Regions from separate parts of the Zea mays genome. Here region 1 is linked to region 2. Evidence: chromatin contacts called from public Hi-C data. All regions are on one chromosome and are shown on one strand. Each heading gives the region's core, a stretch centred on a gene start, on an enhancer-like site or on the middle of the called end of the contact. The rest is flanking DNA. Distances are from core to core; before and after follow the strand shown. Region 1 holds the start of LOC100193576. Region 2 holds the start of LOC100502435 (putative AP2/EREBP transcription factor superfamily protein).

Evidence for each region. A called contact is a pair of places that touch in the nucleus more often than the background predicts.
Region 1: a contact with region 2 is called in a Hi-C map of tassel, with 2.2 times the contacts expected there. The contact joins the promoter of LOC100193576 here to the promoter of LOC100502435 in region 2. A contact is called at or near these places in 3 of 25 Hi-C or Micro-C datasets (endosperm, leaf and tassel).

Annotation. Positions count from the first base shown.
Region 1 is chr4:186,357,563-186,362,135 of Zm-B73-REFERENCE-NAM-5.0, forward strand. LOC100193576 reads left to right here and starts at 2,937. Exons shown (of 2, transcript NM_001138684.1): 1 at 2,937-3,252. The coding sequence starts at 3,120.
Region 2 is chr4:185,991,979-185,996,417 of Zm-B73-REFERENCE-NAM-5.0, forward strand. It overlaps LOC100502435 (putative AP2/EREBP transcription factor superfamily protein), which reads right to left and starts at 1,750. Exons shown (of 1, transcript NM_001196913.1): 1 at 1-1,750. The coding sequence starts at 1,244. The coding sequence ends at 294.

The DNA of each region.
Region 1 (4,573 bases), core at 1,687-4,186, 370 kb after region 2:
TCACAGTTCTCGTTCTCCACTTTTTCTGAAAAGCTTCAGTGTTCTCATCCTTGGCAGACACATCTTTCCACTGCTCTGCTCATTGGCGAGCACTTGGCATCAGGGAAGGGAACAGCTGAATGGGTCAGCTCTCAATCTCTCATCTCCACCACCGGTTGACGAGCAAACCAGCTGCGTTATCTGCGGCACACTAATCATTTCTCCCACTAACACACATGCAGACTAGCACAAGTGCGGCTGTGTTCAAGATAGAGACAAAGTGATGTGTAACGTGACATGGACGTGAGAAAAGGAATTACCTGAGCTTTTTTTTAAAATAAAATAAAGTAAAATAAAATAAAAGGGAGTGGTAGTGGAGTGCTATATGCATCCGATCTTTTACTTTATGTATGGGATAAGAATAGAACCCCAAATTTCCTAGTAAGTTTTTTTTTTCTCTCTCTCTCCTTTCCTAAGGCATGGGGATCCGGTTCCATGTTGCTCTTAGAATAAACATTTGCACATACATACATGAAGAGTGATGTAGGTTGTTGGAACTTTTTTTTTGAGAGAGACGCTGTTGGAACAAACAATTTCCAGTGCTTTTGGATTCCTAAAAAAATGGCCAAGAGAGCCGTTCTAACAGGCCATAGTACGACTTCGATTTTTTTTATATATAAAATAACAGCTCACGATATGCAAATCGAACAGGAGCAATATGATAGTACCGTGACGGCAGAAACAAAAGAGGGTGTCGTGATGCAGACGCACATGTATTAGTATACTAACATCAACCAGCAGGTGTTCTTACCTGCAAATCATGTAGTCAGGCCGGTAAGGCTCCCTCCAAAACAACAGTTCGAGCCGGCCAGTGTAGCTTATCCATTGCTTCCGGTAACCTCCTACCTGTAACTTTCAGCTTCTTCTTTTTTCAATTAAATGATGGCACGCTGTATCAACTAGGCTGTCACGTCGAACAATTAGGATGTCTGAATATTTCTGACAGTGATGAACTAATGAACCGAGGGAAAAAAGAAGAAGATAAGTTTAGGAGGAGAATTGGAAATAGGCGCCTTGGAATATTTGATATCTTGCTTCCTCGAAATATTCCTCAGGCTACTTCGCTTGCCACACATTGCATCCCTCTATCTATCATTGCTTGCAGAGGCGAAAACAGTAGTTGCACGGAATCTAGAGCTACCTCCACTACACGAACACGAGTCACGACACAGCTCCTTTCTACTAACACTTAAAAAAAAACCTTTGGTGTAACAGGAAAAATCGGAAGCTTATATGTCCTGTTTGTTTCAGCTTTTTCCAGATTCTAGTCATCAAAATCTGCTGCAGATTGTTAACATATAGGATTTTGAATCACTTTAATCAAAACTATCCAAAATCAACGTAAACACAGATCAGTCGAGTCGTTATGATAGTGGAAACTGTCACTTTCTATACTCTAAACCTTGTAGATTCTTTTATGTTTCTCCGTACGTAACAGATTCTTCCAACAGAAAAGCTCTTCCGAAATAAAAATAAAACCAAACATACCTATGTTGATTGATTTGCTGTAAATTGCAGGTGGCAGCATAATCGAAGCCGAGAAATGCAATTGGCGCCATCGCACTATTACTCTGCAGTTCTTCCAGCATGTGCTTAATTTTTCTCGAAGAAAAACTTGAACTGTCACCGTCACCACCAGTCCACCACCACCACCACTGAATATTTGGTAGCAAATGCGTCAACGATTCAGCTGAAAATTTTTAGCCCTTGTATAGAAAACCCAATTTTCTTTTAAAAAAATTGTATCGATGTGTGTTGGGTTTAGTACCATCAGTCCATGAGGACGTCGTCTGCCAATCATTTTTGTCCCGCACAATTATCATGCCTTAGCTGTCCTCACAATATCCTTCTTTTTTTAGACCGGATTATACTCCGTGTGCTGTTTAGTCGTTCTATTTTACAAAACTGCTGATTCTTTTTCGCCTGGAAATTCATTTGAGTGCCGCGTTCCTTGGACTATTATTTTTGCATGTGCCTGTGACTTCGTGCAGATCATTGCCAGGAAAACTGGATGTTAAGCCGTTCCGGTTGGTGTGCAAGAGAAAGTACACCGCGTGATCACCAAATGGCGGTAACTCTATCTATGCGTTGGTTGCCTGGAATAATAGTGGCCAGCTAATGATAATCCATTCCCCAGTGGAATGCAGATGTCGATTGGATGATTGGCCTTCGGCCAGCCAGGAAAAATACACTGTGCTCGTCATGCTACTCAAGGGGACCTGAGGCGTTCGGATCAGGGGGCGTGTGGTGGTTCTGAAGATTGAAATTAAGGAGCAGTCTGCAGTCGTGTGATCAAGAACGATTTGCTTTTTTTTTTTACCATTTCAATTTTCAAGGTATCTAGACTAATCTTCTTGAGTCAGCATAAGACGAGAATAAAATACAGTCTTAAATAAAACCTAGTCGGCAGTATGCAGGTCTGAAACTTTCTCCCAGAGCAATGCGTCATTGGATTGTCGTGCATGTTTGTTTGACTGTTTATTTTGAAATGGAAAACAAGTTCGGCCTGTTTCCACATAGGATGCCAAAAAGCCATGACTACGGTCTACGGCAGCAGTACAGAACAGGGAAGAAGGCGACGAGACCCAGGGCGGTCAAAACGCCAGAGATAGAAGCCATCGCCGACGTCGAATCCCGGCCGGCGGTCTGTTTCCTCCTCCTCCTGCTGCTGCTGACTGCCCGCCTCGCGCCGCGCATAGAATCCCTCGCTCTGCCTCGCCCTCGGCCTCGGCATCGCCACTCGCTTTCACGCTCCATCATCACCAATGGCTCGATGCCAAAACCGCAATTAAAAATTTCGGCTTGGGCGTATCCGTCAATACACCGAGAGGAGGAAGCCTGCCCACTACCGCGTATCTCTCTCCTCCCTGGCTCTCATCCCCCCACCGAGTCGTCGCCCCCTCGCTTTCACCCCACGCGGAAGCAAGAATTCGTCGTCAAATTCCCAGCTTGCGCGTGTTTCTGTGGATTTCTTCCCGCTTCCCTGCTCCTGCCTCCTATGGGCCTTTGATCCGGGGCTTCGTGGATCTTGGGAAGAGGAGGTGCGGTGGGCGCCTCGGCGGCGATCTGGCGGGGAGGATATGGCCAGCGGGAAGGAGCCGATCGAGGTCAGGTTTCGTCTCTTCGACGGCACGGATATCGGGCCTACGAAGTACGATCCCTCCACCACGGTCTCCTCGCTCAAGGAGTTCATCCTCGCTCGGTGGCCGCAAGGTGAGGCACTGATGAGGCTTGTTGATTTGGTAGCGTACACGCCTGTGCCGTCCCGATCTGCTGACAAGCTACGGACGCTTTTGTAATTTAGGTGCAGGGGTATTCCCCGTGTCACGAGTTTCTTGGATCATGTATTGCTAATTGCTTCTTTTGCGCTTTGTGCTCATGTCTCACGAGTGCGAGTCTTTCTCCTACCTCATGTTATTTTGCTTGTGGCGAATGGCTGCTCGTGGTATCCTTGATTTGCTTTTGTTTTCTGGATGCATGGACAGTTGAGTAGTGGGAAACTATGCTTCAATTTTCTTTTTCAGCCTAGTCCTAGAGCTGGCTATGCTTATTCAATTAGTATTAGCTTCAGCATTATGCTTCTAGTGGCTATGCCATATTCACTGATTAGGGCCTGTTTGGATGCTTCAACTATCCCTCCTTAACATACTCACTAAAAGATTCTCTCCTCTATATCTCATTCTTATCCAACATCTTCTATATCTCATCCTCCACAAATTAAATACACACATTAAAGACATATTTTATTCTAGATTTTTTACGTACCTATTTATTATACCCTTAAATAGATAGATGAGAAGAGATGAGAGTCTCTCTATATATAGAGAGGATGGAAGAGGACACCGGTGAAGCATATAGAGGAGGAAATCTTCTCTAGGGGACGCTCTACAGACTCCCGCTGGAGTCAGTCTAAGCTAGGGCTAGTTACTTGTTGGGCTAAAAACTGTCTAACTAGTTAATCAACAGCTAGTTGGAAATTTGGCTAAAAATTTAACTCAACTATTAGCTCTCCTGTTTGGATGCACAAGAGCTAACTTTTAGCTAGCTAGTAGTTAGCTAGCTTCGTTAGTATCCTATGATTGCATATTGGTTTTTTAGCTTAAAAGAAGTAACCTGTAACTGGCTATGCCATATTCTATTTTCTTTTTGGTGTATACAGAATCCTAGAACTGGCTGTGCCATATTAGCAGTTAGTGGATACTTTCCGTTCTTACTTTATGTGGTATGGAGTCTTCAACTGTGAATGTCAATTGCCAATTTGTGGCAGAAGAGGGAAAGAGCACAACTTTGGAAACAGTATATATCACACACCATAGGTGGAACTGATGGAAACAAAGGTCACCTCTTTTGTTTGCTATAAAAGAAGCAAAGTGCACAAGACCATATTAATAACTGTGGACCTTTTAAGTGATTACTTACTCTCTTCTAATCTGTAAAGGGAGTTATTATAACACTGTGGAAAGGTTTTGACATTCATCTGTTAGGTAACATGAGTTTCTCTGCAGAAGTGCAACAGCTCAACCTTTCACCATGA
Region 2 (4,439 bases), core at 500-2,999:
CATACATACGCCAGAAGAATTAATTAAGTTGCAACAGAGGAGATCATAACAGGGGATTACACTGACTTTCTCGACTGGCCGTGCCGTGAGAAAAAACAACCGGCAGCTCAACCAGGAGATTAGCACGTACGTTTACTTCTGCATCACAACACAGCCGCCATGGCCGATGTCTAAAATGCCATCGATCCACCGCAGCTGCAAACCCCAAATCGAAAATTACACAGAGCTATCACTGACTGAACCTTGCTGCTGCTGCTGCTGCTACTACTAAAATACTAGTTGTAGTTGATCGTTCATGAGAGGATGGAATCCCAGTCGATCTCCCAGGACGGGTACTTGCGCAGGTGGAAGGCCTCCGTTTCGTCCCACGGCGCCTCGGTGAAGTCCAGCTTCGCCATCTCCGGCACGGGCGGCGCCTGCGTCGGGGAAGGAGGGGAGCCGGCGGAGGCCGAGTCCTCATCCCCCTCCGTCGACGCTGAGCACTTGGGGGAGTCCGGCAGGGACGCGGCCGACTCGTCGCTGGACGAGCTGTTCTTGGACCCCGCCAGGGACTGGCAGATGGCGGTGAGCTTGGCGTCCACGGAGGCGTGGAGCGGGCCGGCGAGGCGCGCGCCGCCGCCGCGGCGGAGGGACGGGAAGTTGAGGCGCGCCGTGTCGCCGCGGAGGCGGAAGGCCGCCTCGTCGTAGGCCAGCGCCGCGCCCTCGGCGGTGTCGAAGGTGCCGAGCCACAGCCGCGTGCGGTTCTTGGGGAGGCGGATCTCCGCCACCCACTTGCCCCAGTGGCGCTGGCGCACGCCGCGGTACAGCTTCGACTGCGCCGGCGGCGACCCGGACTGCTTCATCGGCTGCGCCCGCGGGCCCAGGAACGCCGCGTGCAGGCCCCTCTGCTGCTGGTGCTGGAACATGAGCTGGGCCTGGATCTGCTGGATCTGGGCCGGGCCGAGCTGGTTCAGGCCCATCGGCCCAGCCACGCCCGACGCCGTCGAAGCCGCGTAAGGCGACGAGTAGAGTGGCGGAAGCTGCGAGAAAGGCGAGGAGGTGGGGGTGGGAAGAGGCGAGGTGGTGTAGGAGGAGGGTGTAGGCATGTAAGAATCTGGGGCCAACGAGTAGCGATGGTAGGGGGAGGAAGCACTCGTTATAAAAGGCTCGAGTGCTTTCGCGAGCTCCTGATCCGAGGGGGACGAGGAGGCGATAAGGTGTGCGCTGGTATTGCAGTACTTGTACATGTCTATGGCTGCGGCCATTGGAACTACTAGATGGAGAAAGCTTGGATGGAGCTAGAAGAAGAGGCTGGGCAGAACTTAAAACGGGAAGAAATAAAAGGAGCTTGTTTATGAAAACAGGGGTAGGAAAAAGTTTGGAAATCAGCCCTGTTCCTCAATAAAAGTAGAGAAACGAGGGTGTGTTTGTGCAGAGAAAAAAAAAAGAAGCGGTGAGAATCCAGAAGAGAAAAAAGGTTCTCTGGATCTCTGCTCCTCCTAGGAGAGGTGTGATGAGGTGAGAAAAAAAAATCCTAACCCAAGAACACGCTTCCTTTGAGGATTCTAATAAACCCAAAAGAAGAGCCTCTTGAACCGGACCTTTCTTGTGCTGCGCGTCCCTGCTGCTAAAAGAACCAGAGAGTTCAGAGAACGAACCTGCGTTGCTGCGCCTCGGTTGATTTTTTTTGCTCGGATCGCTCAAACCTCACCGTGGAGTTGGGATGGGATGTGGCTTGTTGTTCTTGTGGGGGGGTGGGGTTGAGTTGAGGCGCCTCTCTGGGGAAGAAAGGTCTCTCGGCCAGGCCTTTATATAGTGCCACTGCCAGGCTTGAGGCCGTGCACGCGAAGCCAAGCGGGCATCTCTTCCTCGCCGTTGTTTGCGATTTCTTCTGCTGGGTGGATTAGCACAAAATGATTCGATTAATCAACTAAACAATGATGCTCGAAAAAATATATTAAATGCAATTTGGAAGCAGGCCTGTTGCTCTCGTCTCGTGTCCATGGCGTCATCCTTCCCGCGCGAATGCCAAGTCGCAGCCAGTCCTTATCCGCCACGTGTGCGCCTTGTCTCGTGTGATCGGGAGCGTAGTGGGCTGGATTGACTTGCCAATGGTGGCGCCCTTTGTCCTCTGGAATTTGCCTTTTGGATTGCACCAAGAGCTAGATGCGGAAGAACTTCGTTCCACTACATCCATTCTTTTTTTTAATCATGGAAACGTGACATGTGAGTTTGATAAGATTTCAAATTTGCAAAATAGTCATTTTGGTCCCTCGTTTATCGTGTGAGACTCAATTTCGTCCCTTGATAATTGCTGTTTCAGTCCTTAAACTTCGGTTTTAGGTTTATGCATGAACTACCAAAGTGAAAATACTAAATTGACATCCAGCTTGATGGTTTGCGGATAAATCTAAGCCTAAAGTGCATAGTTTGAGGATTGAAAGAGCCATTTTAATAGTTATAAGGCAGAACCTAGTTCAAAAGGCATCTTCAAGAGACTCTTTATTTTTAGCACTCTATTTTACTCTTTATTTATCCTTTTATAAAGATTACATTATATATGTAGCATCTCTCTCCAACAGATTATCTATCTCGTTTTGCTAGCCAGGTGACTAGTGAGAGTTATTTTACTGTTAAGTAGTTAAAATTTGGCTTGGCGAACTATTTAACTATCTTGTTTTGCTCTCCCATTTATGTTGGGCACAAGTGTGATGGAGCTGGTGACGCTTCTGAATTCGTGTAGCAGAAACAAAGGTGAGTTTTGAACGTTCTGGATCCAGGAGAGCCGATAGAGGTCGTGGGTACCATTGATTTGGACCTTAATAAAGGACAAATTTGAATCGTACCTCTTCAATTATATATCGCCCATTGTAGGTCCTGCTACCGGCAACTGTACGATTGGTGAGTTTTTTTTTATTTATATTGGTCAATCATTGTTCCAGAAGTCTACGTAGCCACGTGATAAGGTTGTTTCGTCAAAACTATTTTTTGTGAGAAAAAAACACACACACACACATGAGGAACAAAAAAACCATTCAATTGTTGGACAGCAACAGAGCAAGAAAATAAGGCCGGGTGGAGGGAAAAAATTCAAAGCGTGGTAGCTCCCCTCCATCCAATTGATTTGCAAGTGGACCGAGGACCAGGTCATCACTAACGACGTGTGGTTCTGGATGCTCCACCATGCCATGCCATGCCGATGGTGATGTTGGAGCCGTTCTACGTATTAATTAAGGGCCCGTTTGGGAGGACTCCAGTTCCTCTAAAAATGGCTCCGGTTCGGGCTTTTCTAAAGAATTAGCTTCTTTGCAGGAGCCCGTACATTTTACAAATGGTTTGGCAAAACGGCTCCTCCAAATAGCACCACACTGAACAGCAGAGAGCTCCAGCTCCTGTGCAAACTGTGCAGACTGCAGAGCCGACATCGCCACCAGTGGACAGCTCCTGTGCAAACTGTGCAAGCGTGGTAGTCGTCTTTTTTTCACTAGAAAAAAAAAAACTTGACCTCAGATGCAGCACATCGTGCTAGGATGCTTCAAGCGGAGCTGCGGAGGACAATGCTTCACTTGAACAACCGGGTCAATAACCAGGTCATCAGGAACGCAAATGCGTGTTGGTCACATTGATGCGCCGCCGGTGAGGCGCGATGGCAACGTCCTTGCCCGATGCACATCCGGACATTTTCGACTCGTTTTTTTATTATTTTAATTTGTGTCGGAGAACTGCTCCTGCTGCCCGATGCGCTCTGCAACCTATACCGACGACGACAGAAACTCGCTACCGGAAGGAACTCTTGAACACAAGGCTCGTAGATAGATTGTAGAAGGGCAGCACGAGCGCGGTACGGCCGGCGGTTCTGGTCCAGGCAAGGGAAGGGGATCCACGAGTGGGCTCCGCCGTTGTGAAAGGTGAAGCGCGACGCGCCACCTTTGGGACGGAAGGGAAGGGGAGGAGGGGACGGGAAAATCGTCCGCGCGGCGCACGCGTGGTTGCGGCCGGGAAGCCACGCCTTGGCGAGAGTGCGCCGGCGGGGGACGCTGCGTTTCCGGCAAGCGAACCGAACCGCTTTCGTCGGCCACGCCTTTGATGGATAGATATAGATAGAATAGGCACCACGCACTAGAAAACTGCGTCATCGTCTCATCAGACCCATACCCTTGCGTGCTGCGACGCCGATATGCTTGTTAATTCTGGATGAGCTAATCGAGCTCTGCAATTTATTAGAAACGGGTGGCCACCGGAGCTCCCAACAACTGCAGCCGTTGTTGGCAAAGCTTCAGCTAGCTCTTGGCGCATCCAACTTTACTGTGCGCTATAACGGTGACATCAATCGCCTTGTGACTTGAGAGGCCAGCGAAACACCGGCAGCTTGAATGCAATCAAACAGTTGGGCGTCGCATCAGTGATCAGGCGGTGGTGATTTGGGGCGAGGTGTGCAAGTGGGTGGGCCGGGGCGGCAG